Linked DNA regions of Mus musculus: all the other regions are linked to region 1. The links are chromatin contacts, called in public HiChIP or PLAC-seq maps. All regions are on one chromosome and are shown on one strand. The core of a region is the stretch at or near the end of the contact, and the rest is flanking DNA. Distances in the headings are between cores, read along the strand shown.

Evidence for each region. HiChIP or PLAC-seq counts read pairs in DNA pulled down with a chosen protein or histone mark.
Region 2: a BATF HiChIP or PLAC-seq map of CD8 T cells shows a contact between it and region 1, with 27 read pairs. The contact joins the enhancer-like site here to the promoter of Cd28 in region 1. A contact is called at or near these places in 1 of 15 datasets of contacts at CTCF or cohesin (CD8 T cells), 3 of 484 Hi-C or Micro-C datasets (CD8 T cells, the N1E-115 cell line and Th1 cells), 3 of 115 datasets of contacts at active chromatin or transcription factors (CD8 T cells, the SCID.adh cell line and bone marrow-derived macrophages) and 4 of 9 other capture datasets (adipose tissue, embryonic stem cells, liver and 1 more).
Region 3: an H3K4me3 HiChIP or PLAC-seq map of bone marrow-derived macrophages shows a contact between it and region 1, with 2.2 times the contacts expected there. The contact joins the enhancer-like site here to the promoter of Cd28 in region 1. A contact is called at or near these places in 1 of 39 promoter capture datasets (macrophages), 1 of 484 Hi-C or Micro-C datasets (CD4 T cells), 4 of 115 datasets of contacts at active chromatin or transcription factors (bone marrow-derived macrophages, double positive thymocytes, embryonic stem cells and 1 more) and 4 of 9 other capture datasets (adipose tissue, embryonic stem cells, liver and 1 more).

The regions. Positions count from the first base shown.
Region 1 is chr1:60,745,009-60,747,711 of GRCm38.p6, forward strand. It overlaps Cd28 (CD28 antigen), which reads left to right and starts at 1,380. Exons shown (of 4, transcript NM_007642.4): 1 at 1,380-1,520. The coding sequence starts at 1,466.
Region 2 is chr1:60,679,880-60,682,958 of GRCm38.p6, forward strand. No RefSeq gene overlaps it. Among named protein-coding and RNA genes, the nearest start is that of Cd28, 65 kb to the right of the region's middle. Within about 2 kb of position 1,487, at least 6 of the 459 cell types and tissues checked have an H3K27ac peak or open chromatin away from gene starts, as enhancers often do. A contact at or near this core is called in CD8 T cells and Th1 cells, where this site is marked.
Region 3 is chr1:60,657,324-60,660,135 of GRCm38.p6, forward strand. No RefSeq gene overlaps it. Among named protein-coding and RNA genes, the nearest start is that of Gm38388, 59 kb to the left of the region's middle. Within about 2 kb of position 1,313, at least 25 of the 459 cell types and tissues checked have an H3K27ac peak or open chromatin away from gene starts, as enhancers often do. A contact at or near this core is called in bone marrow-derived macrophages and liver, where this site is marked.

The DNA.
Region 1 (2,703 bases), core at 130-2,629:
GTTCCAGGACAGCCAGGACTACACAAAGAAACCCTGTCTCGAAAAATAAAATATGTATATATGCCTATAAAACATCATATGGTATTTGACTGATACGTTTAATATTTAAGTTTTATATACCAGCTAAAATGTAATAAAAATATTTATATCATATATGGATGCCTTAGAAATTAACAATTGATAACATATCTATTGAAAACTATAAACAAAACAACATGGAAAGTAATGGCTCAAATATTAAGTATTTTTATAATTCGGTAAGAATATAGGTAAACCTTGACTTTATGCTTATATTTTTTTCTAAATTTTTTTACGTATGCAATATAGCTCACTTTTGTATTCAGAATAAAAAATATAAATCATTCTTTTAAATATACACAAAATCACAAATGAGGCTGGTTTCACAAAGCTCAGATTATCAGAAAAGAAAGAAAAAAAATCACCAAGAAAGTTTTGAGAAAGCTAATGTGTATGAGATACATATAACCACAAACTCCGATGATTATAGCTTCTATAAGAGTCAGACTATCAGGGAAGCTGTTGAGTACAGATGCTGACCAGGGGGATCCAGGATGGCTCTAGAAGAGGAATGTGGAGCTGGCCATGCTGGTGGGCTAGCCCTGTCTACAGAAGGCCCAGGAGTTGGGGAGAGGTGTGGAGAGCTGGTTACAAAGGCCCCGGGTGTCTCTGTGGTGAATCTTCCAATGGTCTGCTGTTTGAAATGTTTCTTTGAGGGACATAGGGAACATGAGGTAGCAAGGGTGTTTCGTTTACCTCCTGTTTCCCTAAGAAAATATGGTGTTTTTATGACTTCCTCTTTGCTCTGGAAATTTCTGCAGCTGCTCAGATGCCTGGGTGCTTGCCAAGTGTGTACTTGGAAGCGGTTTTCAAAATTGGTAGAAGTGAGTTATACATACACTCCATAGGATCGCCTTAAGATTATTTCAAACTTCAATCTCATAACGTTTATGCAGAATTTAAACACGTGCATAGAAATCTCTCAGCTTCCCACACAGCCTTGTATTTTGGATTCGTCTGTAAGAGTTTGTCTTCTGAGAGAGGTTTTTCTCTCTTCTTTAGAATGCCTTGTTTGTCTGCTTTTGTTGTTGCTGGGCCCTAAGCGCCCACATTTCACAGCTCCGATGCTCATCAGCATGACTCTCCTGAGCACATTATCTGGTGGTGGCTGACACTCTCTTCAGTACCCCCCCCCCCCGCCTCCCAAAAAAGAAAAAAGAAAAAAAGGACTGGTTGCTAAAAGAAGTAAAAGTCAAGTCATCAAAAACAATGTAATATCCTGTGTGAAAGTCACGAAGCCTTGTGGTTTGAGTCCCTTGATCATGTGCCCTGTAAAGTGGCCCTGGATGGCAGAGAGTCATAGACCTTGGCAGATGTGACTTCAGTTCACACCACACTCTGCCTTGCTCACAGAGGAGGGGCTGCAGCCCTGGCCCTCATCAGAACAATGACACTCAGGCTGCTGTTCTTGGCTCTCAACTTCTTCTCAGTTCAAGTAACAGGTAAGCAATTTTGATACCATTTTTCCCCCTGTTTTCATTTGTGTTCTCATGACCAGCATGGTTTATTTTAAAACTGTAGTGACCTGTGAAACTTGAATGCATTTAGAGTTTTGTGCTAATTTGACAAGCTACTATTTAGAAACTAGCTAATTCTCATAATACAGCAAATAGAACTTTAACACAAGTTCTTTGGGAAGAAGTAACATTTTATTTAACAACTAGTCCCAAGAACTTTTATATTCAGAATTTTATTTATTGTTTTGTTTTGAGATAGGGTTTCTCTGTATAGCCCTGGCTGTCCTGGAACTCACTTTGTAGACCAGGCTGTCCTCGAATTCAGAGATTTAACTGCCTCTGCCTCCTGAGTACAAGGATTAAAGGCATGTGACACCACCGCCCAGTCAGGATTCTACTTTTTACATCCTATAAAACTGTGATAAGTAAGAGAGTAGGTAAATTCTAGAGGTCTTGGATTAGATTGCCTGGGCTCATATCTCAATTCTCCCTAGTGGCGTTTGGAGCAGGATTTACTACCTAAATCTCTGTAAAACGGGACCCTAAATGAGCATCACCTCAATTTCATTGTGAGATAAAATGAAATAGACATTGTGGAGGTCTTAGTTCAGGCTTGAGCAGTAAACATGGTGTTCATGTAAGTAGTATGTCTACCTGAATTCAGCGAGTGCCAAGAAGAATCCTGAAGTAAGCACAAAAGCTGGTATAGACACCAGTAAGTTTCCTTTTACTGTTGGTTGAAATATGTTTATTTAGGTTAAAATCCTTCAAGTTCCCAATAGCAATGGCAAGGAGGCTATATATTTATCAATTAGAAAGTTCTTACCCTAAACAACCTTTGGTTCTCATGAGTAAGAGCTATTTATTGTCATAAACTCCATTCCAAATGAAGAGACCATTGGAAGGAGGCCATCTATTGAAGAGAATGTTCAATAATTTCTCCAGAGGATGCAGGTCTCCAGTATTTGGCAACACATATTTACAGCTAAAGAATCTTTAAAATTTATGTTTAAAGGTTTCTGTATATCATGTTTAAGGGATCTTAACTTTCTTTTAAAGGAATACTTAAGACACCTTAATTTACTAGATAGTAAAGCCTTACCCTTGTTGAAAGTCATGCAACATTAGTGATTTTACACAGAATGCTTTTCTGATGCCCTCTGTGGAC
Region 2 (3,079 bases), core at 237-2,736, 65 kb before region 1:
AAAAGGATACGCACAGAGCAGAGATGCAGAAGGCTTGGTTTTCAGTGTGTGGTGACAAGTTGTCTCAGTTCAACTTACTTAATGTCTGGGGCTATGATGACATTTAGGGAGCTTTAAACCAGACCATGGCATTTCCCCTGAGATCTGAAGGACAGTTCTGATGGCTGCTCCTTAAGTGAGGCATGCAGCCTGACTTTTGGCTACTTTATGGGTTTTTCTGACCAGCCTTCTCCACCCCAGTCCCTTCTAACCCCCAACGCTAGGTAGGAGAGAGAGAAGGCTAGAGGGGAAAGGGGGTTTCGGTCTTGTTAGACTACTTCCTGCTGATTAGGGGCATCGCGTTCCTTGGGGCAAATTTGATCTTCCTTGTCAGGAAATCTCCAACCAGCACCCAGCACCCAGCAACAGTAGGTGCAGGAGGAGCAGCAGTCACCACAGCCCCTCTCAGGGCTCCAGCATTTTTATATCCTCTCAGGAGTACCTAGAATTTCGAATGTTGTACACTTGCAGAAACCATCTGCAGCTAGCAAAATCACAGTCCTGCTAGAACATGAGGCAGTCATAGTCACCTGCTGAGGAAAATCTGAAGCAACCCCATATCCCACAACTGGGATTAAGGCAAAAACATATTCCCATAACATTTCTGTGTTTTTATAGATACCAAAATTCTCACTACAGAGGAGGATACAGAGGAGAGGACAGAGAAGAAAATCAGACAAAATTGAGATCCCCTTTCAGGAGGAACAAGGCCAGTTTGAAATGTGCAAAATTTAGTGGCAGGAAATTATTTTTACTATCCTTTTGAACATGAGAATTACTTGGCTTGGTTTTAAGAAAGGGTTGTTTAGGCAGTGAGTAAGAAATATTATTTTGCACAGCAGATACTAAGCATATATAGTGACATGCTTAGTATATAAGTATACTTGAAAAGAATTTAGAAAATGCAGAGCTGCAGCATATAATGAATTATTATATGTAATATACATAACACATAATAATAATTTATAAACATGGGATTTAGAGATATGCTATAAAATTTGTTGGTGTCTACTTTGTGTGTATTATTTGGCTAATGTCTGTAGGAGATATAGTAAGAATAAAATACAGTTCCTATACTCTAGAGTTTATAATCAGTATGATTGACAGCATATGGCCAGGCGTGATGGTTGGTGCATGCTTATAATTCCAGAACTTGGGAGTGGACACAAGAGGGTCAGGAATTCAAGGCCATTCTCAAGTGAATGGTAAGTTTGAGGACAGCCTGTGTTAAACCAGATCTGTCTTTTATCTTTAGCCTTTTAAAGCCAACAACAATACTTTTATTAGTGTAGAACGATGGTGTGTATAAGTACAGAATGCAAGCACCTTTAGGACATTATGCAGAATGACTCTATTAGTGACCTTTCTGTGTTCCTGCAGCCTCTGTGCTGGGCCTGCCTAGCGCCTTCCTGTTCTGACTCTGGGCTCACTTCTTTGCTTTGGCTCACAGAACCTTACCAAGTGTGATGCAGGCAGGAGCTCGAAAACCACATGAATTTCCTTAACCTACTGGCATGACTGAATCGTGTTCTCTTTTCATTTCTTTCTTGCTGTGGAACACATTTAGGCTAACTCTATGCAGATGCATGGCAGATGTGTGGAGAAGATCCAAGGCCATCCTAATCCCTGACAGCCAGCTGACCCCCAAACATGTGAGATGCACACACACAAACTCAAGATCAGCAGGAGTGACACCACAAGGACCAGTGTTTTCAAGGCTACTTTGGAAGCATTACACTTGGTTTTTTTGGAGGTCAGGAAGGGAAGAGACAATGTAGTACTGGGCTTGGAACAACGGTGATACCGAGAATGTATAAGAGCACTGTACACATTGCATGAGCTGGGAAAGGAGAGGTAGCTTCAGATGACCTCTAGATTCCCTCCTGAACCAGGAGAGAGGAACAGCTTGATACGAAGCTTGAGTTTGTGATGTATGTAGTTAGAGATCGGTAGCAGTCTCGACCCACAGCTAGCATGTTTAGGGACCTTTCGCTTCCAAAAGAACTTTTTTTTTTCCATTTTTTATTAGGTATTTAGCTCATTTACATTTCCAATGCTATACCAAAAGTCCCCCATACCCACCCACCCCCACTCCCCTACCCACCCACTCCCCCTTTTTGGCCCTGGCGTTCCCCTGTACTGGGGCATACAAAGTTTACGTGTCCAAAAGAACTTCTAAGGAACAAGACTCGGAATGAAAAGCCCACTGGTAGATCAAGGCACAGTGTCTTAGGTGCTAGGAAAGAGGAACCTTCAAGAGGGTCGGTGAGATAAGGGGACACCAGAATTAGATAGAAGGTGAGAAATCTTCTGAGGTGTGTCCAAACTCTAGAAACCTCACCCTGAGATTGGCGGCAGTAGAATAGCTCAGGAAGATCGTGAGAATATGATGAGGATCCTTTGAGATAGGAAGACAGGTTGATGGAATTGAGTAGTAGAAGAGCACTTCCGTAGTCTCACTTCCGAGTCTCGTCCCCGCTCCAGCACCTCCCCTCTCCTCCTCCCCCAGGTACCCAGTCCCATTGTGCACCAGGCTGGACTGGAGGGAGAGCTGCTTAGCTGGGCGGATGGTGAAAACGCAGGTAAAGAACCTGCAAAACTGCCAGCAGCTTCAGAGAACTGGTTTCATTTTTTGGGGAGAACAAAGGCTATTTAAACCTTTGAGGGGCGAGAGTAGGGGCTATTGGTGTGTGTTGTACATCACTGGCCAGGCTGCTGGGGATTCTTCATTTGTATGAAGAGGAATTCCAGGTGCTGCCGTACCTGACCTTATAAGGAGAAGGAAAGTTTAACCTGGCTTCAGGCAATGTGACCTCCTCTGGTGTGGCAAGGGTACCCCAGGACATGCAGGCCCATGGCAGGAAGCCATCCTACTTCTAATCTCAAAATGAGATTTTCTGGGTTTGGACATGCCTCAGGCCCTGTCTTGCTCCAGGCCTGCCCATCTGGTGGTTTGGCTCCCTGGCCCCAAAGAGAACATGGATCCGATGGCTAAGTAGTCTGTATACAGTTATAGAGTTTGAAGCCAAAGTTCAAGGGC
Region 3 (2,812 bases), core at 63-2,562, 88 kb before region 1:
GAACAGGGCTGGAAGCTTTTGTTGACCAGAAAGAGAGATTAGCTTGTTGCATTGTATAAATAAATTTAAAAAATTTCTCTCAGTGAGGGTGTCCCCATGGGGAAAGCAGGGTGGTTAGGGCTTACAGTTTTTAGCCAAAATTGCTACTGCTTTTTTAAATCTTCTAGAGTCTTATTTTTGCGAACTCCCACTTAAGACTTCTCCCTAGACTCCTCAATAGGATTATTATTTTAAAATAGCTTCAATGCACATGTGTATTACTGAGCATGCCTGAGACTAAACATTGCGGGAGATCTGTGCTCCCAGCCTTAGCTCAACCTGGCAACCACTGCTGAGCTTCTCAGAAGCTGTGGTCAGGCTGGGTTTTCTGGGTCAGTCTTCCCTCTGGGCGGACCTCAGGCTTCTGGATCCTTTGCCATAGTGAGATATAAACAACTATGCTCCAGTATGCCAGAGCAAAAGTAACGTAGCAGATAATTACCTGCACTTCCTGTGTGTGGCACAGAGCCTGTATGGCAGTGGGTTAGAGACACGCATCTGGCCGGTGATATAAGGGGCGTGGGTCTAACTGGATGAGAAGGTTGGGAAAGCAGACTAGAGCAGAAGGCACTCTGCAAGCTAAATTCAAGGATGGGACTTGCGAATCTTTTTGGAGATATGGAGCCATCGAAGCTTTTGAGCAAGGAGTTGAATGTGTAGGAAGATCTTTTTAGAGAGATTGACTGTAAGGTAGCTCTTAATTGGAAGGGTTTTCAGTTACACATTGATAAAGAAACCCAGAATTAAACTGTCCATAGAGATTTGGGATGGGGAGTTCTGATGAGGAATGGCCAACATTAACCATGTGTTCTCTAGGTGCCAGGCCCAGTGTCAGTGCTTTATATCAATCAATATTTGCAATAACACATCAAGGTGGGTGTTATTAAATACCAACTTCTTTCAGACAAGGAGATTAAGGCACAAGGCGGTAAAGAAACTGCTCAGTTATCCCAGGTTAGGATGTTGCACCAGGAGACCTAGAAACAGGATGGGGACTAGTTCCTTTCCTCATTGCTCTGACAGAATTTCTGACAGAAACAGCTGAAGACAGAAAGGATTTATTCAGGGTCATAGGGAGACAGTTCATATGGCGGAGAAAATCTGGGAGCAGGGCTGCATGGTGGTGACTACACTGTCTCGGCAGTCTGGGAACAGAGAAAACTTTGGTCATAACTGTGGCTGAGTCATAACTTATTAGCCCCACCCCTATAGCTAGACGCTACATTTGCCAGCTGGGCCCCATGTCCAAAAGGTTCTACAATCTCCCTAGGCAGTGCCACTCAACTGTTGAAACAGTCAGACTATAACACAGGAAGGAAGGAAGTACAGTCAGACTATAACACGTAGGAAGTCTGGCTCAGAGCACTGACTTTAGAACTGCCATGGTGGTGATTCTAAGACCAGGCCTGCAACTGTTGCTACCACCTGACCTCACTGTCCACTTTATCTGTACGAAGACTCCTTGTCCACAAGGCATCCTTGCCAGGTGTTGTCTTCATAATCTTGAATGCTTGTCAGTTCCTGCATCTATTCCAAAGGAGTCTTGTGAACAAAGGAAGGCAGACAGACACGCCGTAGAACTATCCCCAGGACTGCTGACTGCATTCCAGCAGAGCAAGGAAAGGAGCCAGGTCTTTCCACCCCGCAGCTTTCCATTAGACACTAATGATGTTTCTCACCTGGCTTTCTCTGCCTTGGTTCAGCGATTTTCAGAGGCATTTACTTACAAAATGGGAGAGCCGGATCTCATTTGATGTCAAATTGCTCTGTATTTTATTGGTATATCAGAGTCATGATTAGATGAAGAGAACTTACTGTAGACTCAAGCTGGCTGCATGTTTTACTTATTTATTTTTCCAAAGCTGTTATGAAAGACTAGCTAACCTTTGGATTCTGTAGGTGATTTTAGGCCAATACAACTGTGTAAGAAGAAAACTGACATGTTTTCTCTTGAGTTTCTTTTTTTGTAACACTTGTTCTTGTAAATTGAAAGCCTGTATCATATCATTGATATGATACAGTATCACACAGAAACTGGCCTAGTTAAATCATGCTTAATTTAATGCAATTTCATATAGGTTGCATGAACAATTCATATTTTTTCCCTCATTACAAAACTTTCTTGTATAGCAATTCAGAGAAGATTCATTTTGGTTAGGACTATAGAGTTACATGTTTGCTTTTCAAAGTGTCTAATATACAAATACTGTAGTGCTCAAGGAATCCTGTTGTAGAAAATCTTGTTGTCTACAGTTAGAGCTACCCTAATATGGACATGAGCTGTCTACAGGCTATTGTGCCATACAATGCAGCAGTTAACATACGTACTTGAGACTGACATTTATGCAGGCCCTCCCTAGGTCCATGTCACTAGATCCATGTGATAAGGTCTGACTGCTTAGGTATGTTCTCTGTGCTGAGTTCTATGGAATAAGTTGTTGACTGCCTCAGTACACTGACCTCTGGCTGTGCCTAGCTACCCTCTGCATCAGCAGATCAACCTATTGATTAACTGTTGAGTCTATTTTAAGTTTAAACTTTGGCCAGGCAGTGATTGAAATGGATTTATTTTTCAAGCAAGCAAGCAAGCAAGCAAGCAAACAGATTATAGAGGCACATAATCTTAGAGGAACTGTCAGGAAATCTCAAAACCATTTTTTTTAAATTCAGAAAATTAAGTAAATGCCATTTTTCATATAAACAGTGGTATCTGAGTAGTTGCACAATAAAATTCTCCAGCTGTTGACATTTAAATATACATTGGTAAATGTCA